Linked DNA regions of Mus musculus: all the other regions are linked to region 1. The links are chromatin contacts, called in public Hi-C, HiChIP or PLAC-seq and promoter capture Hi-C maps. All regions are on one chromosome and are shown on one strand. The core of a region is the stretch at or near the end of the contact, and the rest is flanking DNA. Distances in the headings are between cores, read along the strand shown. Region 1 holds the start of Osbpl2 (oxysterol binding protein-like 2). Region 2 holds the start of Pcmtd2 (protein-L-isoaspartate (D-aspartate) O-methyltransferase domain containing 2). Region 3 holds the start of Tcea2 (transcription elongation factor A (SII), 2). Region 4 holds the start of Dnajc5 (DnaJ heat shock protein family (Hsp40) member C5). Region 5 holds the start of Arfrp1 (ADP-ribosylation factor related protein 1).

Region 1 (5,541 bases), core at 1,575-4,074:
GTGGGTGAAGGGCAGAGGGTGGGTGGTTGGTAGCCTGTCCCTGGGCGAGCTGCTGCTCTTGAGCCTTAGTTTCCCTTCTGGAATGGGGAGCGATCATCTCTGTTCTGCCTCCGTCAGGGGTGAGGATGGAAAACAGGATGATGGGGTTCGTGTTGCTATCTGGCTGTGACCACCCACAGCGCCAGCTGTGGTCAAGGGAGGCCTTGCGTGGGTCTTGCGAGACACAGGCAGATGGCCCACCCTTGAGGAAGGGGTAGTTCCCGCCCTAGTCAAGAAGACAGAGGGATTCTGTCAGGGAGCCTCTGGCCTCCATTCTAAGCCCTCAGAGTTGGCTTGACCTCCAGGATCTATCCTGTAATCTCCCACCTCCACTTAGCACTTGGGACTGGATGTATCCTTTATTTATACCATGTGGGGTGGGGCAGCACCCTCATGGCATCCCATTGTGTCCCAGGAGCTGTTCAGGAAGGAACACACTCCCCAAACAGTCCTTTGGCACTTCTCAGATGCTGAGAGCACTCAAAGCTACAGCTACTCAGGGGTCCTGTGACATGGAATCTGATCTTGTGGCCCTCAGCCATAGCCCCTTCAGGAAACTCAGGGCAGATCCTGGTCTGGAGTCTGGGCATAGCCAGACTGCTGGTCCATCAGACGTCTCTGTGCCTTGCCCTCTGGAGGCATTAACTGGGTTGAGACCCAGTCTGACATCCGTAAAGTGGGAGCAATGACATTCGTCTCCCTGGTCAGCTGCTGACATGGGGGAACTGGAAGGGACATGGACATAATGAAACACTTTGGGGGCATTTTGACTATCACTATCTGCACTGTCATGGCCGGGCGCAGAGCCAACTCTTCCTCTTTCTACACCCTACTAGTCCATCCTAGAGGACATTGCCACTCGGCGAAGATGGAGAGAGCCCCTCCCCTACTGACAGGGATGCTGAGCCACCCAGCCCTGCACCTGAGGCTGCTGAAAGGTGGCAGCAGCTCCTAAAGGGGGCAGAGAGCCAGGAGCAGTGTTAGGTACCTGTCAGCTCACCTTTTACCTAGAGGTAAAAGCGGAAGTGAGGAACTCAAGGCTCTCCTCAGCCACAGCTGGAAGACAGGTGGTTGGAATGCCACCCCGGCCCCAGGGTCAGCCCATCTACTACACAGCTTGAGTAGGGATGCCCAGCCCAACCTGGGTGGTTATTCTGCCCAGATGGCAGGGCCCTGTAGCTCAAAGTCCAAAAACAGGTTAGGTAAGCTGTGTCCCTCTGAGGCTTGTCTCTTGGAGAGGGGCTGATCTTGGAGATTTAGGTAAGGGTGTGGGTGGTGGTGGGTTTCTGAGCTAGTCTTGGCCAGGCCCCCAGAAAAACTGCAGAACCTGGTCAGTCTGACTATCTCCGTGGCAACCGGCTAGCTGTCCTTGTCCTGGCTGGGGGGCCAGCTGCCGCACCCTTCCATCAGCCCTCAGCGGGCTGGAGTTGCTTTCTTCAGAGGTAACCATGGCAACGCCTTTGTTTCGGAAGCCTGGCCCGCCTCCCTCTGTCTCTCTCTTTAGGAGCTGAGCGTGCAGGGGGCTCTTTTCCAGTCCCAGCACGTCTCTCCTGCGCCAGTGAGAAGGGGCCACCAGAAAGCCAGGCTGTCCCTGGGGTGGGAGCTAGAGAGGCAGACAGGGTCTGCTGGGCCACTCCGTGTTTGCAGAGGACTTGAGTATCTGCAGAGTGGGCCACAGAGGCGGGGGGGGGGGGGGACGGGACACGACACGGACCTGTGTGTGAGTGTGAGCACCACCTTACTGGAGGAAGAAGTGTGGCCTTGGAGAAGAATCCTTCATTATGTGCTGAAGAAGGTTCATGGGGGGCATTTAGAACCCCTTTGCTAAAGCCTCAGACTGGCTTAGCAAAAAACCCAAGTAATTACTCAAGTAACTGGAAAGCCTTGGACTGATGTCAGGTGCAGCTGGCCCTGGATGACCTGGGGGACTTGGTTCCTCCTTGGTTTCCTGCTTTCAAACGACCTATAGCGGCCCTCACCTCACTTGCTTCTGGGTAGGTTTGTGAAAGACAAGAGACATCTAACTTGCTTCCCTCAGGTTTGACACTGAGCTGAACCTCCTGGCTAGGATCGGACCACAAGTCCCATACCTTTGCAATTCCTGTGCCCTGCAAAGTCCTATGCAAGTCAGTAGCCATCTTGATTCATGTCACTTCACCTTTCTCAAACCAGACCCCACATTCCAATGTGATGAGGAGGCTGGGGAACCCTGGCTACAGAGAAAACTGAGTGTTCAGAGAGGTCAGATAGCTTTTCTGAGGCCAAACAGGCTGCAGGCGTGTCCCCAGAGATTCTGAGTTTAACCAGGAGCCACTGCAGACCACAGGGCGCCTAAGGGTGTTAAACAGGATGAACCGGCCAGGGAGGCCACTGGAGGGGTAAACTGGCCCCAGGGTATGTTAAGTCACGATTGGCGCGCAAAGGCCGGCGGCCACATTTGCCATTTGTTCATACCCCAGCAACCGTGAGAAGCGTCTGCGGGGTCGGGAGCCAAAGGGTGGGTCTAGCCCAGCGCCAGCCTGGGATCGTTCACGCCCAGCCACCTGACTCACTGTTTGTAAACTAGCCTCTCCCAAGGTCACTCCCCTTCCTCCTGCCTCCCCTTCCTTCTAGCTCCAGTATCTGCATAAACCCACCTTCTCCAAGGGGTGATTGGCTGGGCGCGCCGCCACTCCCCCGTGTGAGCCGGATTATGATAGGGCCGAGGGAGAAGCTGTCCGGAGAACGTGATCGGCATGGTTCCGCCCCCGGCGCGGCCTGCGGGCCGAGCGTTGATTGGCCAGGCGGCGGCTGACGGACGGCGCGGGGCGCGGCGAGCGGCGAGCAGCACGGCGGGCTGTAGGTCGGAGAGGCGCGGGCCGCACTTCCGCTTGGGTGTCAGAGGGTTGCCGGCTGCGGTCGGGGGCGGGGCGGCCGTGGGGTCGGCGACTCCGCGGGGACCGCGTTCGGGTGAGTGGGCTGCAGCGGGGCGGGCGCGCGGGGACGGGTCTCGGGGAGGCCCATTTGCCACCTAGGCCGCGGCTGGGCTCGGGCTGGAGAGTCGCGGCGCTAGGCCGCCGGGAGTGTGGACGACCGCGGGAGGGACGGGGCCCCGTGGGGCTCCAGCGAGGTCCGCGGTCGCACGCGAGGGACTCCGGCGTTCTCCCTTTGCTGGGCGAGCCGCGCATCCCCTCGGGGCGCGCGGGGAACTTGGTGCCCGCGTGGCCTCAGGTCCGAGGGCCTATGTCTCCACAGCAGAGTCGGAGCGCGCCTTCAGACCTGCACCAGCGAGGCAGCCAGGGCTGTCCGCGCTGAGTGCGGTTGGTGGGCCCCGCGTGGAGGCGGAGGCACCGGCGGCGGCGCTCTGTCCCCCTTGCTCCTCCGAGACGCTGCGGCCGAGTGGGGCGCCTCAGTCTTGAGAGTTGGACAAGCTTTTGAGTTATGTTCTTGTGGGTCGGCCTTTGCACATCTGGATCAGTGGTTCTGTGGGGCTCTGCACACACTCGGAGGAGGCCTTCGTGTAGGCTAGGCTCCATATTGTCAGAGATGTTGATGGGACAGCTCCTGAGTGGGAGCCTCAGGGATGGGGAACTGCTGACCCTTTCTGCAGAGAGCCTGGACCCTGCTAACTGTCACCTGTCATCTCTCCCACCTTCACTTCTTGCTTGTGGCATGTGACATCTGGTGTACCAGTAAGAGATACATATGGGTCAGTCGTCTGCAGTGGGCTCTGACAAGCAACAGGTGCTCCAAAGTGTTAGTTCACTGATGTGAGTAAGGAAACAGGAACATTTGAGTGGACACATTGTCCGTCGCCTCCCATTGCCTCTGATGGTGCCAACTAAAGGGTGACAATGAGGAAATGGGTGGCTGCATGTCCTCCATAGAATCTACCTTCCTGTTTGCCCCAGGTACTGTCTGGTAATAACAACTCTTATCTCAGGGGACGCTAATTTTGAGCAATTATTTGCTCTAGATCATTAGAAGCATGAGTCTTACAGCAGTCACTAACATTACCTTTATTCCCAAGGAAAAGAGAGCTCAAGTAGCTTACTTCAGAGCACCTAGTAGCAAATTAAGTAACAAAGGTACCGAAACCCAGACTTCCTTTTTCTCTCTCTCTTTTTTTTTTTTTTTTTTTTTTTGTTGTTGGTAAGGATGAGCATGGCCTTATGCCCGTTGAGATAAGAAAGCAGCCTCTTTATCCCCAGCTTTACTTTTTGATATTGTAATATAATTACATCATTTCCTCCAATCCCCTAGTAGTTCCTCTGCTCTCTTCTGTGGCCTCTACTTTTTGGATTATTGTTACATATGTATATGTGTGTATGTATTATGTATCCTTAAATGCATGAGTTGTACCTGCTCAGTTTGTGTAATGTTACTTGTACTTATATGCTTCCAGGGCTGATCATTTAGTATTGGATACCAGTTTGTGTGTTCTTTACACTCATTTTGTTACTTTTGAGGAGGATCTGATGTAACTGGGTAGGCTCAAATGTAATTGAGCATGACCTTGAATTTCTGGTCCTCCGTGTTCTGGATTACAGGTATGCATCATAGCCCTGGTGAGTTCATATTCTTTTTGTTGTTTTGTTTTTGAGACAGGGTTCCACTGTGTAACACTGGCTGGCCTGAAACTTGATTTTGTAGATCATACTGACCTCCAACTCAACGATCTGCCTGCCTCTGCCTTCTACTTGGTGGACATTTGAGGCCAGCCTGGTCTACATAATGAGTTCCAGGATAGCCAGGGCTACATAGAGCAACCCTGACTTGAAAAGCAAAAAACAAACAAAAAAATGCTAAGTGAAAAAAATTTTTTTCTGCTTTGACACAGGACCTTACTCTGTAGTCCAAACTGTCTAGACCCACCCCCAGTCCATCTACTTCAGCTGGGATTATAAAAACCTTATATGAAAGTTAGGCTGGGTGTGGTGGAACACACCTTTAACACTCAAGAGGCAGAACCAGGTGTATCTCTACAAGTTTAAGATCTGTCTAGTCTACATAGTGAATTCCAGAACAGTCAGGGCTATGTGGACAGACCCTGTCTCAAAAATACCCTCTCCCTAAAACATACTACATAGATATATGTATATATATATGTGTGTGTGTGTGTGTGTGTGTGTATATATGTATATGCACACACACATACACACACATAGGGAAGGGAGAAAAAAGAAAGTTAGTATGGAGTTCTGTTTAAGAATGTGTGTTAAGAATTTAACGATGCATAGTGACATATGCCCTTTAATCCCAGCATTCAAACAACAGATTGCCCTCTCACAAAAAGGATGGAAACTCACAGGCAAGATACATAGCTCACTGGGGAGAGGCATTTTCTGCCAAGCCTGATAACTTAAGGTGGATCCTGGGTACCTGTAAGGTAGAAATCCTGAACTATCTCCCAGGTTGTCCCCTGACCTCAACATGGACACTATGACTTGTGTACATACACATATGTATACACCCATGCACATACACACATGCACATACACACATACACAAAATAAAAAAAAA
Region 2 (5,541 bases), core at 2,135-4,634, 1.7 Mb after region 1:
CTGCTTGACTATTATAAACAACAACCACAACAAGGATAAATGAGGCAAGAAGTGGTATCTTTAGTGATGAGATCAAGAAAAGAGCTGTCTTTCACACTTAACCTTGAGGATCTTGTGCCTGCCATTCTTTTGTGTATATCTATAGTTCCATCTGGAACACTGGGTTTCATGCCTGACAAAAACAAAAACCCAAAACCCAAACTCTGTTGCTTCACAGTGTATAGGTCGGCTCCTGAGTTCTTTTAGTTTTTAGATGTCTGGAAATTTTCCAATTAAAAATGCAATGTATTTTAAATTGGGGAGTTTTATGTTTATAGATAATTTCAGCCACAAATAGTTTCATGGATTCCTCACTTATGCACAGATTCTTTTGTTCTTAATAGCTTACATTAATATACATTGTTAAAATGGATATCAATATATATTACTATGAACTAAAGTCTATAGTTTTCATTAAGGTTCATTCTTGAGATAGAATATTATGTGTTTTTGTGGCACTGGGACTTTGCTCAAGTTAGGTAAGCACTTGCTCTACCATTGAGCTACATCCATAACTTCCTGGTTTGGGCAAATGATGATCACATGTTTCTACTATTACAGTATCATACGGCATCATTCACTGTCTTAATAGTCTTTCATGATCGACCCTTCTCTTGCCATCACCGAGGTTTTGAGAGTTTCTACGATTGTTTACTTTTCCATAGTTCATATCATTGGGATCACACAATATGTCATAGCTTTTCCATATGAGTGTCTTTCATTTAGCAGCAAGCACTTGGAAGCTGAAGAGATAGCTCAGCTGGTAAAGTGTCTGCCACGTAAGCATGAGGACCTCAGGTTAAATTCCCTAGTATTCATATAGAAAGTTGTTTAGTGAGAACTCTCCAATTTTGGTTTCTTTAAGAAACACAGAAATATTATTAGACTGTGTTTTCATCTTAATCCCAGGTGTGGGGATGTGGGGCTGCTTTGGACGGACCACAGCAGCTGACTGTGATTTGCCTCAGGCTCTAGCAGAGGCCTTGTTTGACAGTTCCAGATTGTCTAGGGCCCTGAGAGGCAAGGTGGGTGGAGACTGGTCATTTGGGGGCTGTTTGCAGTTTGTTAGTAGTTGTGCTCAAAAAAGAAACAAGAAGAAAGAAATTTGATTCACAGATATCTCTCTCTTCCTTCTGTCCTTCTTTCTCTCCTATCTATTGATACAGGATGATGCAGTGGGGAGGGGCAGTGGGTAAAGGGTGAGAAAAAGAACCCACAAAGTAGCTAAGTCCAGCTACAAAGTTGGGCATGGTTCAGAGCTGGGGAAGCAGAGACAGGAGGATCCCTGGGGCTTTCTGGGTTAAACTCCAGGTTTAGTGAGAGATAGTTGTCTCAAAAAATAAGGTAGAGAGAAATAAAGGAAGCGACTAGACATTGATCTCTGGCCTCTACATGTACATACACACATGTTCATGTATACTTATTTACATATGCATGCAAACACCACAGACACACCAAATTTAAAAAAAGCAATTAAGTGTGTAAGGTTGCTACATGTCCTTTCATAGCTCAGTAGCTCACTTTTCAAAAAATCCCTGATTAAAACAGTTATGTGGCTATACCTCCCATCTATTTAATATTTTTTGTTGCTTCTAATGTTTGATGATTACAAATGAAGCTGTTATACTACCTACATGTGCTGGTTTTGTGTATAGTGGTAAATATCTAGGAATTCAAATGGTGATTTTTTAAAAAGTTTTATGTATGTTGGAATAGTTTTGTACAGCCCTGGCTAGTCTTGAACCTATTACACTGCCAAAGTATGACCTTAATCTCCTGGTCCTTCTTCCTCCACCACTAAGTGCTGGCATTACACTTGTTTGCTGTCACATCTTCTAAGACGTTGCTTAGTTCAGTAGCAAACTGACAAACTATTTTCCAGAGTATCTTTATTATTGCTCATTCCCACCAGCAATGAAAGTGATGTGCTGCTGTTGCTCTACATCCTCACCAGTATTTGGTGAATTATAGATTTTATAAATTTTGGCTATTCTAATAGGTGTGTATTGATATCTCATTGTTTTATAAATCTGCATCACCTAATGACAAATTATGTTGATATGTTCATATGCTCATTTGCCATCTGTATATTTCCTTTGCTGAGTCATATGTTCATAGCTTTTTCCCGTTTCTATTTGTGCTGTTTATTTTCTTATTGTTGAGTTTTAAGGATTTTTAGAAATCCTTTATCAGATATGTGTTTTGGGAATATTGTTTTTCAGTCTATGTCTTACCTTTTTATTCTTCTGACAGTATATTTTACAGAGAAATGATGCCAGTGTTAAAAAGATATATTTTACCTTTAAGTGTGTGTGTGTGTGTGTGTGTGTGTGTGTGTGTGTGCACATGCCTGAGTGCCTGCAAAGGCCAAGTGTCTTGGGTACTGGAAATCAAATTTGGAAGAGCTATGTCTCTATTATTTTTACACGTGGATGTCTAATTATTCCAGCATCTTTTGTTGAAAAGACCAGCACTCCTCCATTGAATTGTATTTGTTCTCTTATCAAAGGTGAGTTTACTATATTTGTATAGCTCTAACCTAAGTTTTGTATTTGATAGCATCAATTTATTTCCCCCATATGACTCTTGATTACTGTAATTTTAATAGTAAGTCATGAAATCAGATGTTGTTAGGCCTATACTTTTGTTTTGTTTTGTTTTTGATCAATATTGTGTTATCTAGTTCGGGTCTTTAGCCTTCCCACGCAAACTTTAAAAAATAGTAGAATCATTTTCTCCTCATTCGTACCACAATCAACTGCAGGTTGAGTGACTTTCTTACAGCTATTGACTCAGGCGTCCAGACTCCTTCCTTCTTGACACTACTTCCTTCAACATGTACCCTCCAAGCAGTATAGAGGAGATGTGCAATCCCAATGAAATAGAACAAAAACTCAGAACAATCTTGAAAGGTAGCCCTAAAGATCACTTAGACTTTGGTCTATTTTGTAGGTTTCTTAGAAGTGGCCAGAACTGCTGGTTCAAGGTTCAAGTGTGCAGATGGCCATCCCCTGGACCAGGTAGCCTGGCAGGGTCAGGGCCGGCAGTCATTTGTGTTGTAACTCCTGCAGGAGAGTGGACCCAATCTATCACTCTTGTTTCTTAACTCCTGCCTTTTCTACTGTGGGGGCTTTGTCCTTGAGTGGACATAAGCAGGCAAAATGCCCTTCTCCCGTCGACACGCCAGCATCTTCTCATATCATTAGGCCGGGATATGCTCGGAGACCACCTAGTGACTGACCAATCAGGCAGGGACACACTTAACTCAAACCAGTGGGTGGAAAGTGGCAGGCTCGTGGGCTGTGCCGTTGCCCCTTTAAGAGTGTCCTCCAACCGCACATGCTCAGTTCAGGTAGAGCCCGCGCACGCGCAGAGGTAGCAGCGGATGTTTACAGCGGCTGAGGTCCGTCCGAAGCGACAGAAGCGTCTGAAGAACTGCTCTCCGAGACTCAATACGGGGGCTGCTGAGCGCCGAGGTAGAGCCGTCTCTGCCCCTCGGCCCTTCCCTCCATATCCCTTCTCCAGCTCTGGTTACCCGTTCCCCAGCGTCCGTGTATCTTACCATCTCCGAGAGTTTCGAACCCCAGCGCCTGTCACCCCCGCCCCCCCATCTCCCTGCCCAGCACCTCCCTCCCCTCCAGCGTGCCCCCCCACCCCCCGCCTGTTGCTAATTCTGGGATCTGATTGCTCTAGTTCTACAACCTATTTCTAATTAAGTAGGAAATGTTTGCAATTAGCTCAAGGGCAAGTCGGGCATTGACCATGATTGAAACAAATTATACCTAGGGTGGATATTGGGAAGAAGGCAGAGTATCCTACAGAGGAGAAAAAAAAGACCCCTTTGGGGAAAGATCTAAAGTAGCTGGAGAGAACCCCTGGGGCCTGGACCCTTTGTTTCTTTATTAGGCCTGTGCCTCTGCCATCAACTCCGTCATCTTGAGTATCTGCCCTCTGCTCTCTTGGGCCCTGCACTGTTGTTCTCTGTTCTTATTGAAGACATTGCTAAAGTGGGCTCCATTACGTCTGGTAGGTTGTCTCTAGAACGAGGTATTTAAGAGGCTCAGCACTGATTATATATAAAGGGAATTGAAGTGGGCCCTCTTGAGGTGGTGGCATTTGGTCTCTCCTTTTGCCCTGGCTTTTCTCCATCCTCCTCTGAGACCTTGCTGGGAGACTTGGGAGAAGGGACTCATTTTTCTTTTTTTCTTTTCTTTTCTTTTTTTTTTTAATTTCGGTTAGTCCCAAAGCTTTTCCACGCACGAAACAGTAGGAATTGTCCCTAGTCAGTACATACTACTGGTCAGCTTTCATTCAGATGCAGACCACAAGTGATATGCATTTGAGGCACACCCTCCAAGAGTTCTGGTTTTCAAGACAAGAAGCCTTGGCTATTTTCCTCGTTCTGCTGGCAGGATGATGGTTTAGAATACATGTTCCTAGCAAGGTATCCCCTAAGAAAGTGACATCCACTTGACTGTGGGCCAGCTGTCGCAGTTTTTTCAAACGCAGTATAGATATGAAACAGGGTTCTTTAGTCCAGCTTCACTTGTGTTGTTGTTGTCCACTTGGGGTCCTGTGCTGCTCAGTTTTTTTCCTATGCCCTTTTCTTCTGTTGGCCTGTGCTAATCAGTTCTGAATGGGAACTGTAATAAGCATTACAGCAAGTAGCAAAGTGTGTATCGTAGGGTAGTAAAGGAAGGACAATCTCCTAAAAAATAGTTCTTTGCTTTCAGTTGGAATCTACTGCACTGCATTCTTGTGCAGTGATACTGTTTGGTTTGGAGAGAGTATTTTCAAGTATGTTTTAGGGCTTTCTTTCTTTCTTTTGACATGGTGACTGATCACATCTATCTCAGCAGCAAGTAGTGATGCTTCTATGCAAGGCAATATTAGATTGTCAGACAAAGCTAATACTAAGTACCACACTCTATCATTATTCACCCACTCTCCACCAAAAGCAATTGATAGGGCTACCTTGGTGTTCTGTGTAGTCTAGAGAATGATCTACAATAGTCACACTTTCTGTTTTAAATGAGTGAATTTATTAAGTATATATAGCAAGCAAAAGTAAAAGAACTAGTTAGTAACAGAAGTAGTTGATAGAAAACATCAAGTTGAGTATTCACTTTAGTAGGGATGACTGGGATAGCACAGTTGAGAGACCAAACAAAAGGTAACAGCAGAAATCATCTGCGAAAATTCCATTTGAAGCAGCCATTTGAAATTCCTGATAGAGAACCCAAGTGAAGCTTCCAAGTTAAGAAAAATAGATAGATAGATAGTAGATAGATAACATCATCAAGTTGGGCACTTACAGTCATCTAGTAGAAATCAACTGGAGAAGTTGAGGCTGTCGGTTGGAGTTACCAATTGAACTTTCTTTTCTCTCCATGTTTGAGATTGCCATGGCTGAACTTCTGGTTTCTTGTTTCTACCAAGGCATTTTTATACCATGCAATAAACAGTCTTGTAAATGGCTAGTCTTTTAGCTATTCTCAAGGA
Region 3 (5,541 bases), core at 1,235-3,734, 1.6 Mb after region 1:
CCGCCCTGCCTTGGCCAGAGGGGAAGCATTCAGGCCACCACTGGGGTCAGGGCCAGCTCTGGGCAGACATAGATGGGGGGCAGGGATCACAAATAGAAAAATAAATGGCTTGGGCTTCCGATGTTTCCTGAACTGAGGAAGGGGGTAGGGCAAGCTTTGGGTCAAAGGTACAGTTGGCCTGGTGGGGCAGACCCTGGGGATGTCCCATGATCCTATCTCATTAGATCATTGCCTGTCCTTTTCAGACCTTCAAGCTGGGATATCTCTATCCCAGGGTCCCTAGGATAGGGCTATGTTGCTCACTGAGGACTCTTGAAGTCAGAGATCCACTTCAGGGGCAGACTCTTAAGAAATATTGGGAGTGTGCGCCCCAGGAAGGCTGGGTGCAAAAGCCGTTGGTGAATTGTTAGGATACCTCATCTAGGTGTTCTGGGAACTTGGAAAAGACCCCAGTAGTAGATTGGACAATATAGATAGGTAAGGCTGTCTCCCAGAAGCCTTCTTTCCCACCTGGTATCACATTGTCCAAGAAACTTCTTATCTCCAAACCCAGGCAGGTGTGTCCTCCACCACCTTCAGAAGGCTAGGGTAGAGGACAACACCACACTGGAGCGAACACCTGGGTGAATCTATGGTCTAGATGTTTGGTGGGGAGGTTCCACTGAAGATAAAGCTCTGAAAGTCAGCAAGGTGTATGGGGGTGGGGTGAGGTGGGGGAGAATCTGGGGTGGGAGGTGACTTTTCTGATCAAGGGCCAGAAGGTTCGATTTGGAGCTCTTGTAGGATCTGGGATCAGGACTTTTTGTTTCTGAAACATGTCTCTCATATACATATCTGAGGATAACCTTCAACTTCTGGCCTTCCTGTCTCTATCACCCAAGTGCTGAGTGAACAGGCACGTACCTGTGATGCCTGGTTTGTATGCAGTACGGTGGATTGAACCCAGGGCTTCCTACATGCTAAACAAAATACTATCAACTGCGCTTTCTAAAGTTGGAATTTTCTAAGGTTGCAATGTGGAAATATCTGGCTGGTGAGTACCAACCCCACAAGTAAGGACCCCTCAGGATTGAACACACCTTTGATCTGGCTTCTTGTGACATAGCTCCCCTGCTGGTGATCTACTGGATTTTCCTCAGGAAAGAGCCTGTTCTTGAGCAGATCTGTGGGTGGCTCCTGCCACCTACAGGCTGCTGTTGCTCATCATTGGGACCAGTCAGAGCTGGGACTACTCAGTAGGCAGTCCCTTGATGGGGTCAAGTCATCAGCCAAACACAGCATGGCTGAAGGTCCTGTGGTTCTCTTACTGCCTGTCTTGTGGTAGGGTCCTGAAAGCATTAATTCAGTACTCAAACACAGGGTTCCCTTTCCCAGAATTTTTGTTGTTGTTGTTGGGTTTAGCTTAGAGCAAGGGCCCAGCTCTCAGTAAAGGGCAGAATGAGAGGTGGTATGAAACTAGAGAGCTGGGTTCAGCCATCACTGCACCTCTGGAAAAGCTTTGTTGCCTTCAAGAAGTTCCATGCCTTTTTCTTATGGTAAAGATGTCATAACTGATTAAAACGGTCAGCTTAGGTCATTTGTGTATGTCATTTGCACTCTGGCCTCCTGGGTACAAAAAAATTCAGATTGACTTTTAGTACCAGCACACCTGCCACCATGTATAGGACAGAAGAAGAGCAGAGCACCATTCTCCCTTTCCTGGACGTGGTTAGGGTCTTCCTGAGGTAATGCCTCAGTAGCGGATTGCCTCAGTACCCTGCCCTGTTCTCAGTGTAAAATATGAATCGGAGGCTCCTGATCGCAGCCTCTGTCATTGTCACTTCACAGGTTGGGAGACTGAGACGTACAACAATGTGCAGAACTTGGGGTTTATACCGTTAGGTTGACTTCAGAACCTGAATAGTTCTCCCCACTCCCACCCCCCACCCCCGAGACAGGGTTTCTCTGTGTAACCCTGAATGTATTGGAACTAGCTCTGTAGACCAGGCTGACCTTGAACTCACAGGGATCTGCTTGACTCTCTATCTCTCGAGTGCAGGGATTAAAAAGGCATGAGCCTACATTGCTTGGCTAAAGCCTGAATTCTTGCGGAGAAACCGTTTCAGAGTCCCGGCCACCTGCGCAGCGCCAAGAAAGCCCCCAAACTCGGCTTGGTACCAAGTGAAGTGTGTGGAGTGAGCTGAGTGACTCTCGGAAGTGGAGGCGATCTAAGTGCACTAGTGAAGGCGCGACCGGCCGCCAGGGCAAGCTGCTCAGATGGGTTGAATTAAAGACCTGAGCGCAGTAGGGTTGTCCTTCTCCCTCCTCTAGGTCCTCCCTCCCCCTGGCATTCGGTGGGCACGTGGGGCCGTGGTCCGGCGGAGATACCTGCGGAACTACCTTTTCCAGCGGGCAATCAGGCCGCAGGCCGCAGGCCGCGCAGTCGTCTGGGAGTTGTGGTCCCGGGGGCGGGGACTCTTTTTTTTTTTTTTTTTTTTTAATTCTGTCGCACGCGGCCGCCAGGCGGAGGTTTGGACCGCGGATCTAGGCGGCGGCGGCGGCCGAGGTCAGGCCGGGCGGCGCAACCGGCACAACCCGCCGCCACCGAGGTAGTGATGGGCAAGGAGGAAGAGATTGCTCGTATCGCCCGGAGGCTGGACAAAATGGTGACCAGGAAGAACGCGGTGAGGGGCGCGGGCCGCCAGGACCCTGGGGCCCCGCTCCGCGGAGACCGTCTGAGCCTACCCTCGGGCAGAGTGATACCTAGCCCAGTCAGTCGAGACCCCTTGCCCAGGCCCGCCCTCCACCCTGTCCTGGGACTGCCGCTTCGCAATGGACGCCGCGTTGACCGAAAGCTACCCTCTGTTCGTCGCCCAGCGGTGGCCGCGGGCGTCCCTGGCCCAGCCGTTGTCTCCCCTGTCTGCCCCCCACCCTTCAGCACCAGGTTTCTCTTAATAAATTTTTCCCCTGCTTAGTCAGGCCTCAGGCAACAGCAAGTCGGTTTGGGCAGACAGTTGAGCCTGTGGCGTTGAGACCCCTGGCCAGTGTGGGCTTGGCAGTCCAGCCTGCCTTCCGACCATGGTCACCTGCGTAGCCTTTGAGGAGCATCCTTAGGGGATGATGGCACCTGCAATCTTGCCTTCCGTGGGTGGGAAGGGACTTAGGAGGTGGCTTTAAGACTGAGTGACTCTAGAGCATCCGCAGCACCGCTCTGAGGGCAGCCCAGATAGTGGCTGAGTCATGAGTCTGTACAGCCTCCCCAGGACTGTGCTTGAAGTAGAAGGCTGCAGGACAGCTTTTGGGGATGAGCAGGATTGCTCTAGGGGTTGGAGGGCTGGGGTCTAAAACAGGAAGTAGGTTAAGTGCCCACATAAGCCTTTACACTGGAAACAGAACCCACTTTGCAATCATCTGGGCTACAGAGGCCCTGCTGGAGCTTCTTTCCGGTAAGAGAAAGCACAAATGACAAACTTGGAACTAAGGGTGGCAGAGATAGGATGGGAATCCAAAGGGAGACCCAGTAAGGATGGAAGGCCACAGATAGGACTGTACAGTTGAGAAGGGAACCTGCAGAGGTTCCAGTAGTCCTTGAGAGAGGCTCCTTGGAACAGCTGATGGTTTATCTGGGTTTTCATTATGGGAGTGCAGGGCTATTGTGGATGCATGCCCCTGGCTCCAAGGATCAGGTCTTCTTAGCAAAGTCAGCCACCTCAGGGCTGATTGGTGTACAGCTTACTAACTTAGGGCCATGAAACAAGGCTGCAGCCTGAGCAGATAAGTCACACAGATTGAAGGGTCAGCCCCAGCCCCTACCACGGCTGGATGGGTTGGTTTTCTCTGCCTCTTTGTGGCATATAAAGACAAATGAGCTCATAGTGGAAACTTGGAGGACAGCAAACACAATAGTGTTGGGTGTTAGAAGAAAAGGCTGTCTCAGTTGTAGGAAGGAGGTGTTTGAATATAACCTGGAAGTGGTAAAGAGAAGAGCAGCCTTAAGCAGAGTGAGGTTTAAGGTAGGAACCAGAGGAGCCTGCCTACCCTTGAGGTTCAAAGAACAGAGCTTAGGCAGAGGAAGAAAATCAGGGTTTTCTGTTACAGTACCTAGGAGGAGGGTGGTGACCAGTCTGGAAAAGAGATAAAAAGTGAGACTATGGGATTTGTAGGTGCTGGCTTTAAGAAAAACTTCCCTTTGTATATTTAATTTTATTTATTTTACATTTGTTATCTCGGTGAGTGTGTAAGTATGAGGACAACCCCTGGAAATTGGTTATCTCCTCCCACCATTTGGGCTCTGGAGATTGAACTTAGGTTGTACAGCTTGTTGGCACCTTTATCTGCTGAGTCAACTCACCTGCCCACCCCTTTGATAGTGGGTATTGAACCCAGGGCCTTAACTTACCAAGTGAGAGCTTTATCACAGCTGTGTCTACACAGCCCTCTCTTTACTTTGTTTTAAGACAAGGTCTCATTAAGATGCCCATGCTAATCTTGAATTCACTCTGAAACTCAGGTAAGCTTTGAACTTTTGATCCTCTTGCCCCAGCCTCCTAAGTATCTCTGAGATGATAAGGCCTGTGTCACCAGGTTTGGTAGTTTTCAATTAGCAATAATTGTGCCTCTGATAAACCTTGTTGGCTATGGTGCTGTTACTTTGCAAATCTGTGGCTGGAGTAGAGATTCCTGAGAGTTTAGGTAGAGGCTTTTAAGGTAGGAACAGGAAGAGCCTGCCTACTCTGGAGGTGCAGCCTGCCTGTAGATGCTGGGGAAAAGCCAGGGCAGAGGAAGGCAGCCAGGGTTGTCTGTTACAGTACCCAGGAGTAGTGCTGCCCTGATGGGTAGGCGCTTTGAGGAGAGGCTGCTCTCCCACCACAGCACAGATGGACCAAGGTTAAAGAACCCGTGCTATACCCGTGAATGTCCTTCCGTGTTGAGCAGGAGTTGGGGCATTTATTTTCTCTAGTAGTTTGTTCAGTGTCCTCCTGTGGTTAGTTACCATGATGTCTGGAGATCACCGTAGATGCAGGATGAGAAACCCCCTGATCTTTGAGGAGAGCACTGTTGAGCTGTTTGCCTCTATTCCTGCCCTATGGCAGGAGCAGTAAAAAGCCCCTGTTGTGATGTAGGAACAGGTATGGAGTGCTCTGGGAATCTCAGGGTAGAGGAGTGGCTTCTTTCTGACATGTAAGTTGCCCCCTGGTGATGACAAAGAGGTAGGATTGTCCACTATGCCCCCTGACAAGTGTTTTCTGTGTAATCCTGGCCATTCTGGAACTCCTGGCCTCACTCTGTAGGCCAGGCTGGCCTTTAACTCAAGATTCACCAGCCTCTGCATCCTGAATCCTGGGGTTAAAGACATGCACCACCACTACCCAGCATCCACTAAGGTTTAAAGTCCTTTATGAACATCCCGTTTCCTTTCAGGAGGGAGCTATGGATTTGCTGCGGGAGCTGAAGAATATGCCTATTACATTGCACTTGCTCCAGGTAAGTGCTTCCTGTCTTAGCAGGGCTCCCTATATTAACTCCCACATGGCTTAATTGGCACAAACAACTTTGTTCTAA
Region 4 (5,541 bases), core at 787-3,286, 1.4 Mb after region 1:
ACACAGCTTCATAGCTTCTGTCTTCAGTTGGTTCCAGGTCAATTCCATTATCTCTTCCAACTGTGGAATCGTTTGCTCATGTTCTCACTCTCAAAGGTCATTATATAGCTATATGTCATTATATAGCTCTTACCTTAGATTCAGAACCTTCTGTCTCTGCTAGGATGACAGGCATGCATCTCTATAGCTAGCTTTCCTTCTTCAGTCAATAGATAACCTGGCCTTTCTGCTTATTGGGTTTCTTGTTTTGTTTGTTTGTTTGTTTGTTTTTGGCTACTTGCTTGATGTTGCACAACTTACTAAGTTTCTTGAGCTATCTGCTGACAATCTGGGCCTAGAACATGTGCCAATTCAAATTCAGCCAGCGTGCAAAAAGGTATAAGATGAAGGGAGAAGACACTGTTAGAAAAGATTGGAATTTATTTAATGCGTTATGGGAGGCCTTAAGTATTATCTGCTTTGTTTTTGAAAGCTGACTTGAAGACAGACAGCAATAGTGGCACATATATCTTGTTGGTTAACCAACAGCTGTTTAATTGGACTTTATGCCTGCTCAATAAGAGAGAAATCACGCCTGATCCTGGAAACCTAGGCGACTATCTGGGGCTAGTGAAGTCATGGATCACGTTGCTAAACCAGCATAGTCCCTAATTACATCCTAAATACTCATCCCTACACCTATAGGTTAAGTGTAGTTCTCACTCTTCATCAAGGAAAACATCTTCTCCAGATAGAGATCATTACAGAAATTGAAACTGATCAGAATGCAGATTGGTGGAGCCCAGTCCCCACAGATAGAACTCCACCACAAGTCCTGAACTTAAGGCTCAGAGATCATTGTGGAAGAAGGGGAGGAAAAGCTGCAACAACCAGAGGACCAGACAGTTCGCTCTAAGATTTATCTCCTTAAAATGTCAGAGAAGCTACATCCGTGAAGTAACATAACCAACATGGCTGCCTAACTGACCTGAGCAAGGACAACATCAGCTAAGCATGGTGTAAGGGAGAAAGCGCACAGGGCCTCAATCCTAGCTAACTAAGGAATTCTGAGAGCTGGAGAAATAATCAGTTTTAGGGAAGAACATAGAAATTGGTTTTCCCATAGCAAATGATCAGCCTTGAAAACATATACCTACTTAACATACAGACTGAATAGGCTGTATTTATATATTTAGGAGCTATATCACAACAAAGAAGAGGCTATGAATTTGAAAGGGTGAGTGTGTGTGTGTGTGTGTGTGTGTGAATATGAGAGGTTTGGAGAGAGGCAGGGGAAAAATGATGTAATTATAATCCAAAAAGATTATAAGAAAAAATGGTGGGCAGGCAAGAATGAAAGTAAAGCTGTAGGAACACTGGCCAGGAAGATTGGTAGCTCTGGAATAAAAAAGCACAGCACTTGAAATTGTTTGTTACAGCGTAAGTAGGCAAGGGTCACTAGGTTTATTACTTAGTAAGTGAACAGAGTGAACAAGGATTGTATGAGACAGAGTGGGAAGAAAAGTCCTTAACCGTCCACGCATATCATTGCAGACGATTCCTAAAGGATCGCTAAATAATGGCGGTTGATTTTTCAGTGACTGGGAAGAAAGGCAGGAAAGTCTTTTCTGGGTGGTCTCCAGGGATGAACGAAAATGTCAGTCCCAAGGCAGTACCTTGAGACGAAAATGAAGGTCTCCCTCTCTAGTTTTTTGGTAAGTAGTAATAAATTTTTTGAGGCTTATATGAAGCACTGAGCAAACAACTGGAAGAAGAGCAGTTTTACTCGCGGAGTGCCACTTGCCTGCCTTCCAGAGGCGAACCCGCAAGCCTAGGCCTTGCCTCTGCTCCCGGGCTGTAGCTTCCGGCTTAGTAGCTGCAGGCTCCGCCCACCACCTTAACCCTTCCCGGTGATCGTCAACTGGGGCGCAACCTTTCGGGGACCGAGTTCTACCGGAGCTCCGGAGCTTTCGTGCGGCGCTGCCACATTGGCTCCGACTATGGGCGGGGCCTCAGTGTTGGGTTCTAGGCGCTTGCGCAGCCAGCTCTGACCTGCCAGAACACACGTCTTTTTCCGGGGGCGCGCGTGCCAGTGAGTGAGCGTGCGCGTTCTTGCTGCCGCCAGTGTTGCTTCCGCCGTCCTCTGCCGCTGCTACGGCTGTCGCCGCCCGGGATCCTCAGGCCGAGCAGTAGGCCGGCCGGCTGCCCACCACTGCCCCGGGACGGAAAGCGGAGCCGCGGAACCGGTGGACCGGCGGGCGTGCCGACAGGTGAGCTCACTCTCCAGTGGCTCTCAAATTAGGTGGGGCCGCGGGGTTCAAGCTGCCGGAGCCGGGCAAAGGGGAGGGGAAGTGGGGCGAGGGCGCCGCAGCAGGAGGTGAAAGCTGCCCGCAGCGGAAATGGCGGCGACCCTCAGCAGCGGCGGCGAGCCCGGCCCTGGGCACCACTAGGCCCTGCTCGACCTTGCGCACGGCGGGGCGGCGCGGAGACGAGGCTTTCCGGGCCAACTCCGGTTCGCACGCGCGGCCGCCTCCGCGGCTCCCGGAACGCAGAAACTGGTGTGTAGGGAGGCGGGCAGTAAAGGCTCCGAGGCTTGTTCACATTCTGGGACGCAGAAATTGCCTTATAGTTGTAAATTTCAAAGGCATTTGATGTATAAAAAAACCCCTAGTTTATATACCTAGGGACGACATTTTAAGAGGCGATTTTGTGTCGTGCTCTTTGGGGAGAGAATTAGGGACTCATTCGTTTAGGCTCCAACTTGTGTTATATGGCTGGATTAAAGACTTGTTTTTCCTTGTGTCTAGGAGATGATTTCTCCGAATTCATTAAGTGCATCTTCGGAAAAATAATGCAAAAGGTAGCTTTAATTTGTTTTCAGATTGGACTTTGGGGAAATTGGGTCGCCGTTTGTTGGACGCTCAGCTGATCATTCATCCTTTATAGGCAGTGTGTCTCAATTGCTAGTGGTTTGTCTGTTTAAACATCAAAACGCTACTTAATAACACAAAGAATTATATTGTCCCATATATTGTCGTGGTTGCCTAAAGACAAAACTCTAATCGTAGGATAATTTTGTTCATTTATTTGCTTTCTTTAAGGAAAGCGTGATCTGTTAGGTGACATTAAAAGCCAGGACTTTCCGCAGTTTCTAACTTAATATGTGTTACGAATCTGTTACCTGTATCAGTATTTTCATACTTAGGCTGGCCCTGTGTGTGTGGACCGCAAGTGTGGAGCCAGTGGAGCCTCTAAATTCGTTCGGGTTTGGGAACAGGGTACCTGCCCTTGGATTCTTTAAGCACCGTGCCGCACAATCTCTTTGCCCCAGCAGCCTCCTTGCTAGTCTCTTAACCAATTTAAGTGCTCAACCCTTGACATTTTTTTCATGACCACTCTCATGTTCCTGTTATGTGAGATATCCTTCGTTTCTACTCCTCTGTTATTCCACTGTGTACTGCTGTAACTAGTCTACTGTCGAATGTTAGACTCTCTGCTTTACTTTTCCCCTCCTTGCTTAATTGTATACAGCACTTGACTCTTCGTTTACTGTGTTAACATATTTAACATTGTTTTTTAGTTAAGGTTTTGTTTTGTTTAGGATAGTCAGATAGTATGTGCCCAGTAAATACTTACGGAATGAATGGAAATGAGTTTAGTAGCAGCTAGGCTATTACCCTTTCACCAGGAAGCCAATTAGTGAGTAGTGAGCGCTTAAGAATCACCAGGCTTCTGTATCCTCAAGGACAGAGCCACCAACTTTCCCCTGCCCTTTGGGGGTGGGAGGGGGGCAGTCAGTTAAGAGAAAGGGCTTATACTTTCCTGTAAAATCACTTTACAACTTTTGGGGGGTGGGGCAGGAGGAGGATTGGTTTTTCAAGACTAGGTTTCTCTCTGGCTTGCCCTGATACTTGCTCTATGGACAGTGTGCACCATGGCCTTGAACTCAGAGATCCACCTGCCTCTGCCTTCCAAGTACTGGGCCTACAGGGGTGCGATACGATTATCAGCCAGCTCTGTAACTTTCGATTTGTGATTTTTCAGAGCTAAAAGCTTTTAAAAGATATGCTACTGGTTCAGTAAAAAGGCTCTTAGAAATTTTGTCTTTGGTTACTTGTCTCAGGACTTGAGGTGAAGGTGATATGAAGTCTTCCGATTCTTTAGTCATTGTGGAGAAGTTGTTTTTGTGAACAGGATCTTGCTATAGTTCAAGCTAACTTGCAAGTTGTGTTGCTCCTGCTTCAGCCTGGCAAAGGGCTAGAATCATAGACTTTTACTACCACACCCAGCGTAAGATCTAGCAGTTGCTGGTGCCCTTAGCTGGAAGCTCATTATCTAGTGCTATGACAACCCAGTAGAGACTTCTTTGTGACTGAATGACACTATAGTTCTTTGTAATGCCTTTGCCTCATTCCCATCTAGGTTTAGAAGAATAGCTAGATTTCTCTGTATTTTTTTAAAAACTTATGTGTGCATTTTTTAAATGTAGGTGTGTGCTGTCTGCACATACACCCACATGCCAGAAGAGGGCGTTTGATCTTTATAGATGACTGTGAGCCACCTGGTGGTTGCCGGGAATTGAACTCAGAACTTCTAGAAAAGCTGCTAGTGTTCTTCACTGCTGGGCTATCTCAGCGTCCTGATTTCTCTGTATTATCGAGAACAGTTCTGTTAATGTGTAGTTCAGTGCTGGGTGCATGCTGCATGGTTCTACCCACTTTTACCCAAGCGCACATGGGAGAGAGTGATGCTTCTGGGTGTGGTTGTAGACCCACCCTGACAACCTCCTTTGCTGACGATCTAACTTAATGAATCAGACTTAGAGCTTCCAAGGCTTCTGAGCCGGATTTCTTCTGTTTGTTAACCACCTATAGCTTACAGTATCCCATAATCTGCCAGAGTTGTGTCTTTAAAGCCCAGGTGCATGGTGCTCACAGGTACTTGTTGAATGAATAAGATGCAGTGAAACTGAGGCTTATGATAAGGTAGAGTTTTAGAAGTTTGCTTCTGAAAGCAGAGCATGAGGTAAGCATGAGGTGTGGGATTTGAAGTGTGTAATACTGTGAGCAAACTAGCAGCAAATGAAAGCAGTTATTCGTCTCCAATAAAGAAATAAAACTCCCGAAATCATAGGGAAACTGGTTAGGAGCCGTTTGTATGAAAATGAAGCATAAGCATCAATTCTGCATATGAGGACCTCTAGTATTCCTGTGGTGCCTCCTGGAAGTTTTCAGGTATGATATATTAAGCATTTAAAAATGTAATAATCAGGACTGAAGGTGCAGATAAGAGGAGAGTGGTTGCCTATCATGTGTCAACACCTCAAAGAACTAAAAAGTTGCACTCCTAAAATGAGGCTTATTATTGTATACTATAGAGTCCAAGTGATGAATTTAAAGCTTTTTGTCAGGCAAATCTACAGTTTTGCTGTACTTCCTCATCCGTACATCAGCAGAATCTACTAGACTCTCCTTCCTGAAAAGGGACAAGGTTAGAGCTCACACCACCACAGCTCCTTCCAGCTCTGGGTCTCTCTCTGTACTCTATAAAATGAGGGGAAAT
Region 5 (5,541 bases), core at 1,470-3,969, 1.2 Mb after region 1:
CTTGCCCATCAGTGGTACCATTCTAGACAGAGAACAGTGGCCAGAGTGAGAGAACTTATCAGTATAGGTTCCATTCATCAAGGCCAATGAAGCCACTGCTAAGTGTTTCACTTGATAGGACATCACTGTAACTAAAGCACCTGGATTAAAGCACTGGACTGCGCCAAGTGACCGTACCAACTACAAAACAAAGGACTGCTGAAGGAAAGTCAAGGCTTGTTCTGTTCAGTGCTGGACTTAGTGCCTAATAGGCTGGGTGGAAGAGACGCCAGTGGAGGAATGTATACAGAGGGAAGTTTCAGGTGTCTAAAACCAATGCCTAAAGAAGAAGGCGCTGGGCTGGTGAGATGGCTCAGTGGGTAAGAGCACCCGACTGCTCTCCCGAAGGTCCGGAGTTCAAATCCCAGCAACCACATGGTGGCTCACAACCATCTGTAACAAGATCTGACTCCCTCTTCTGGAGTGTCTGAAGACAGCTACAGTGTACTTACATATAATAAATAAATAAAAAAAAAAAAAAAAAAAAAAAAAGAAGAAGGCGCTGTCTGCCTCTGAGAACACCCTCCTTGGAAGGGTAAAAGGCCATCTAAAAGAACAAGCTAGAATGAAGCAGACAGACTCAGAGAACACAGGTTTTGGGCCCTCCCTGTCTATGAACTGCCATTTTTATCCACCTGTTAGAGGATAGGCTATAGTCCTCACTGAGTTCCTCAGTAAGCGCTCTGCATAGACTACCCTAATGAACAATGCTTCTTTCTTTGGGATTGAAGAAAAGATTGGGTACTCCCTGGGGGAATTCCCTTGATGTCACTTTCGTGGTGACTCTAGCCCTGGTTTTTACCAGAGTGAGACAGAAAGCAACTTGGGAACCTGGGATAGGATCCAAGAAAAAACCTTTAGACAGAGCCATGTGTATGATAAGCAGGTAAAAGTGGTTGCTACACAAGCCTGATAATCCGAGTTTGATCCTTGGAACCCACATTAAGGTGAGAAAAACAGTCTACAAATTAGCCCCGTCGCCCACACGCATGCTGTGACACGCACCCCTCCCCCAATAAAAATAACTTAAAACCCGGCAGTGGTGGCACACGCCTTTAATCCCAGCACTTGGGAGGCAGAGGCAGGCAGATTTCTGAGTTCAAGGCCAGCCTGGTCTACAGAGTGAGTTCCAGGACAGCCAGGGCTACACAGAGAAACCCTGTCTCGAAAAACCAGAAAAACTTAAAAAAAAAAATTAGAAAATCTTTGGGGTAAATGTGGAACTCTCACAGAAAAGACTATGAGGGGCCATCTAGAGAAAAACAGGATCAAACAGGTAATGTGTCTTACCTTGTCCCACAAAGACTGCAGCTCTTCCTGCCCACCTAAGTCCCAAAACATGAGACGAGCCTTTCCCACGTCCACAGTGCCAACTGGAAAGAGTACAGAAAGAGCTAGCTCCTGACCTTTACACACAAGGTTCCAGCTCTCCCCAGGATGGGACAAACCATTCTGGTACCAATCCTAGGGAACTTGAACACAGAATAGAAAGACAGGGTTTTGACCACTGGTCAGCTGGGTTGTGGACCTTACAGCATCCATCTCTAAGGGACCTCCTAAGATCATATCCCTAAGGTGCCCCCTTACTGTTTAGACCCACGGTAGTGGTGATTTTGGATAGACTCATCCCCTTGTAGTTCTTGTTAAAGCGTGTTTTTGACTGTTCCAGGAAAGTCTGAGGAAAAAAAGAGAGGGGGTTAGATAGCAGCAGCTAGAGTAGTTTTCTGGTGTCCTTCCCACCTATCCCTTCACACCCATGCAGCCATGCACGCCTCTGCCTGTGGCTTGATCTTCAGGAGGCTGGTGACTACTAACCTGTAGCCTTGGGGCGGGGGTTAGATCAGGCAGGGAATGGGAACTGGTGAGAGAGCAGGGACCTACCGTCTTCCCAGCATTGTCCAGGCCCAGGATCAGGATGCAGTATTCATCCTTCTGGAACATGTACTTGTACAATCCCGAAAGCAGCGTGTACATCCTGTTCTGGCACCCTGAGAGATGTCAATGTGTGTACCGGGGGCATCGGCCTCCTGCCCTGCCCGCTTCATCAGCGGTCCGCCTCTCCTGCTAGTTTTCAAATGTGTAGCCTCGCGGATCCTGACTCTTCGCCCCCATCCCGCCTCTTCTGTTAAAATCCCTGACCCTGATTCCCCCGATGCCATCGCTGACCACGTGCTAGACCTGGGCCACTCCCACTTAATGTCATCTTTCATAATGCACCATCAATTCGGAGTCCTGAAAAGCCCGTGGCGGCCTGCTCTGCTCCGCCTTCCTAAGGCTCCTCTTTCCGAACCCTCAACTCAGAACCAGGAAACGCGGCCGGCGACTTAAGTCTAGGAAGCGACCAGAGAGGCAGAGCTCCTGAGGAGGGTCGGCTTCGGCTTCCCGCCGCCGCCGGGCCCACGGAGCCTGGGAACCAGCAGCTGAAGCCACTTCCGTCCCCCTGTTCCAGGACTTTAGAACCCCGGCCCCTCAGTCCAGCTGAGGCCCACCCGTACCTGCTCAGATCTTGGAGGAGGAGCCGCCGCCGCCGCCGCCGCCGCCGCCGCGTTCCTAACCCCACCGACCTCACGCTGACCCCTCACAGTGCCTGACGGAACAAGGAGCGAAGGACGGAGCACGGGCGGAATCGCATCCCAGCGGCCCCCGCGCGCAGGTACTTCCGGCAGCTTCGGCTCTCCGGCGGAAGTGCCCGGCGGAGGGCAGAAGGCTAGCGCGTGAGCTTGGCTGGCGAGGGCGGAAGCCCTTCTAGCCTGCGAGCGCCGGCCGGAGGTGGGGTTGCGGGCCGCAGAGGACGGGGCGGGTGACGTGCAGGTCCCCCTCGGCGGAACCGCGGCCCTCCTCAGGCTCCCTAGCGGTTTTGGGGGCGGCGTTGCCCTGAGTTGTTCTTACTGCTCTTCCTCCTGTTTTTGTCTGCGGTAAAGGTTCCGAATCCTGCCTGCTGGGTCGGGATGGACGAGGACAACCTAGAGACTGCCCTGCAGACCTACCGGGCCCAGCTGCAGCAGGTAGAGCTGGCGCTCGGTGCTGGCCTAGACGCTTCTGAGCAGGCGGACCTGCGTCAGCTGCAGGGCGATCTAAAGGAGCTGATTGAGCTCACCGAGGCCAGCCTGTTGTCGGTCAGAAAGAGCAAGCTGCTGTCTACAGTGGACCAGGAGAGCCCAGCTCAAGAGGATGCTGAGTACCTGGCTTTCCAGAAGGCCATTGCGGAGGAAGTGGAAGCGCCCGGCGCCCCCTGCAATGACTCGGAGACGGCCCCTGGGAGCGAGGTGCAGCCGGGATCCACCTCCTCTGCACTGGAGGAGGAGGAGGAGGACCCAGATCTGGAGGAACTGAGCGGTGCTAAAGTGAATGCCCCCTACTACAGCGCTTGGGGCACGCTGGAGTATCACAACGCTATGGTAGTGGGCGCCGAAGAGGCGGAGGATGGTTCTGCGTGCGTCCGAGTCCTCTACCTATACCCTACCCACAAGTCCCTGAAGCCCTGTCCGTTCTTCCTGGAGGGAAAGTGCCGGTTCAAGGAGAACTGCAGGTAAAACCCTCTGCTGCTAGCAATGAAGGGCACGCAGTCGGGACCACCGCTGTGGCCTGTCGCCACAACTAGTTTGGCACCCAGCAGAGTTGGTAATAGAGTCCAAACCTTAGGTGACTGACAGGCTTTTACAGAAGTGTTCTCCGTGTGTTTACTTAGATTTTTCTTGCATACATCAAGAAGTTTGAAAGAGCTTATGTTGAAAAGATAGGGCAATCCTTCATCAATATTCTTCTCCAAGGTGTAAAACTTTTTTTTTCCCCTTTGAGATAGCAGTGTAGTAACTCTCGATGTCCTTGAATTCTTGATCCGTCAGCAACTCTACTACATCCTGAACGCCTTCAGTTTCCAAATGCTAGGATTACAGGTGGAGGCCACCACTTCTACTGGGCTACATCTCCAGCTCGGAACCTTTTTTCTTTTTTTCTCTTTTTAAAAATTTATTGACTATGCTGAGGATGGAATTAGGGCCTCCAGCACACCAGGCAACCAACTACTGTACACCTTAGCCCCATCCCAGCTCCTGTAGTTTGCATAGTCTTACAGAAAATTTCAAACACATAATCTCTTGCTGACTTGCCCTACCTTCCCCCCCACCCCCCGTGCTACTTGAAAGCACCTTTCACAAGTTACATCTTTTTCTCTCACCCTCAAATACTTCAGAATGTAGCTGAAATAATAATTACTAAAACTGATTTATGTCTTTTTTTTTTTTTAACTCAGTCATCCAGAATAACCCTCTAGTACTTTGAATTTATTTATTTTAGGCCACTAAAATAAAAAGATTTGTTCTATTATAATGGTAGTAGTGAACTAAAATTAGTTTCACTTGGCAGGATTTTAGGCAGGGCTAGAGCCTTGGAAGTCTGAGGGCAGAATCCAGAACCCATTTCTTTGTCCATTTTTCTTTAAGGTTGTTATTATTATTTTATTTTGATTTTTAAAAAAATATATTTTAAAGATTTATTTATTTTGCTGGGCATTGGTGGCGCACACCTTTGATCCCAGCACTTGGGAGGCAGAGGCAAGCAGATTTCTGAGTTCGAGGACAGCCTGGTCTACAGAGTGAGTTCCAGGACAGCCAGGGCTACACAGAAAAACCCTGTCTGGAAAAACCAAAAAAAAAAAAAAAATTATTTATGTATGTGAGCACACTGTTGCTCTCTTCAGACACATGAGAGGAGGGCATCAGCTCTCATTGCAGATGGTTGTGAGCCACCATGTGGTTGCTGGGAATTGAACTCAATACCTCTGGAAGAGCAGTCAGTGCTCTTAACCACTGAGCCATCCCTCCAGCCCCTTATTTTGACTTATTTATTTTTTACTTTTTTAATGTTTTTCTCTAAAGATCCATCGGTTGCTTTTGTCTCATTTTGTTTTGGTAAGGTGGTTTGATACATGGTCTCTATGTAATCCTGGCTGTCCTGGACTACATACAGCTATGAAAGGCCTTGGCTGGCCTTGAACTCACTACCGAAAGGCTGGGATTAAAAGTTTGCACCATGGCCTGACTATTTTAGGCTTTTTTGAGACAGAGTTTCTCTAGTAGTCCTGGTGGATTTCCTGGAACTTACTATATAGATCTGGCTAGCCTGGAACTCAGAGGCATGCACTACCATTTCTGGCTAAGATATATTTTTAGTTAGTGTGTTTGTGTGTGTGTGTGTGTGTACGTGTGTACGTGTGTACGTGTGTACAGGTGCCAGAAGAGGGTATAGGATCTCCTAGAGCTGGCGTTCCAGGTGGTGGTGGTGACCTGCCGAACATAGATCCTGGAAAACAAACTCAGGACTTCTACAAGAGCAGTATCCTCTCAGCCACTGAGCCATTTCTCTAGCTCTATGTATTTACATTTATCTTTAGATTGCGGTGGGGGTGGGGCATGTGTACAGGTAGGTGCCCAAGAAAGCTAGAAGAAGGTGTTGGATCTCCTAAAGCTGGAATTGCTCACAGAAAACATTAACCACTGAGCT

What was found. A called contact is a pair of places that touch in the nucleus more often than the background predicts. HiChIP or PLAC-seq counts read pairs in DNA pulled down with a chosen protein or histone mark. Capture Hi-C pulls out chosen DNA fragments and counts their contacts.
Region 2: a contact with region 1 is called in a Hi-C map of B cells, with 6 read pairs. The contact joins the promoter of Pcmtd2 here to the promoter of Osbpl2 in region 1. A contact is called at or near these places in 1 of 39 promoter capture datasets (pre-B cells) and 1 of 484 Hi-C or Micro-C datasets (B cells).
Region 3: a promoter capture Hi-C map of adipose tissue shows a contact between it and region 1, with 2.1 times the contacts expected there. The contact joins the promoter of Tcea2 here to the promoter of Osbpl2 in region 1. A contact is called at or near these places in 2 of 9 other capture datasets (adipose tissue and liver).
Region 4: an H3K27ac HiChIP or PLAC-seq map of microglia shows a contact between it and region 1, with 4 times the contacts expected there. The contact joins the promoter of Dnajc5 here to the promoter of Osbpl2 in region 1. A contact is called at or near these places in 2 of 115 datasets of contacts at active chromatin or transcription factors (large pre-B cells and microglia).
Region 5: a contact with region 1 is called in a promoter capture Hi-C map of adipose tissue, with 2.3 times the contacts expected there. The contact joins the promoter of Arfrp1 here to the promoter of Osbpl2 in region 1. A contact is called at or near these places in 1 of 115 datasets of contacts at active chromatin or transcription factors (embryonic stem cells) and 1 of 9 other capture datasets (adipose tissue).

What each region holds. Positions count from the first base shown.
Region 1 is chr2:180,116,482-180,122,022 of GRCm38.p6, forward strand. Osbpl2 (oxysterol binding protein-like 2) reads left to right here and starts at 2,825. Exons shown (of 14, transcript NM_144500.4): 1 at 2,825-2,988.
Region 2 is chr2:181,834,470-181,840,010 of GRCm38.p6, forward strand. Pcmtd2 (protein-L-isoaspartate (D-aspartate) O-methyltransferase domain containing 2) reads left to right here and starts at 3,385. Exons shown (of 7, transcript NM_153594.3): 1 at 3,385-3,515.
Region 3 is chr2:181,677,813-181,683,353 of GRCm38.p6, forward strand. Tcea2 (transcription elongation factor A (SII), 2) reads left to right here and starts at 2,485. Exons shown (of 10, transcript NM_009326.3): 1 at 2,485-2,663; 2 at 5,401-5,463. The coding sequence starts at 2,595.
Region 4 is chr2:181,518,449-181,523,989 of GRCm38.p6, forward strand. Dnajc5 (DnaJ heat shock protein family (Hsp40) member C5) reads left to right here and starts at 2,037. Exons shown (of 5, transcript NM_016775.3): 1 at 2,037-2,249.
Region 5 is chr2:181,362,685-181,368,225 of GRCm38.p6, forward strand. Arfrp1 (ADP-ribosylation factor related protein 1) reads right to left here and starts at 2,720. Exons shown (of 8, transcript NM_029702.4): 1 at 2,535-2,720; 2 at 1,921-2,027; 3 at 1,627-1,714; 4 at 1,330-1,412. The coding sequence starts at 2,013. Zgpat (zinc finger, CCCH-type with G patch domain) reads left to right here and starts at 2,739. Exons shown (of 6, transcript NM_001048148.1): 1 at 2,739-3,568. The coding sequence starts at 2,988.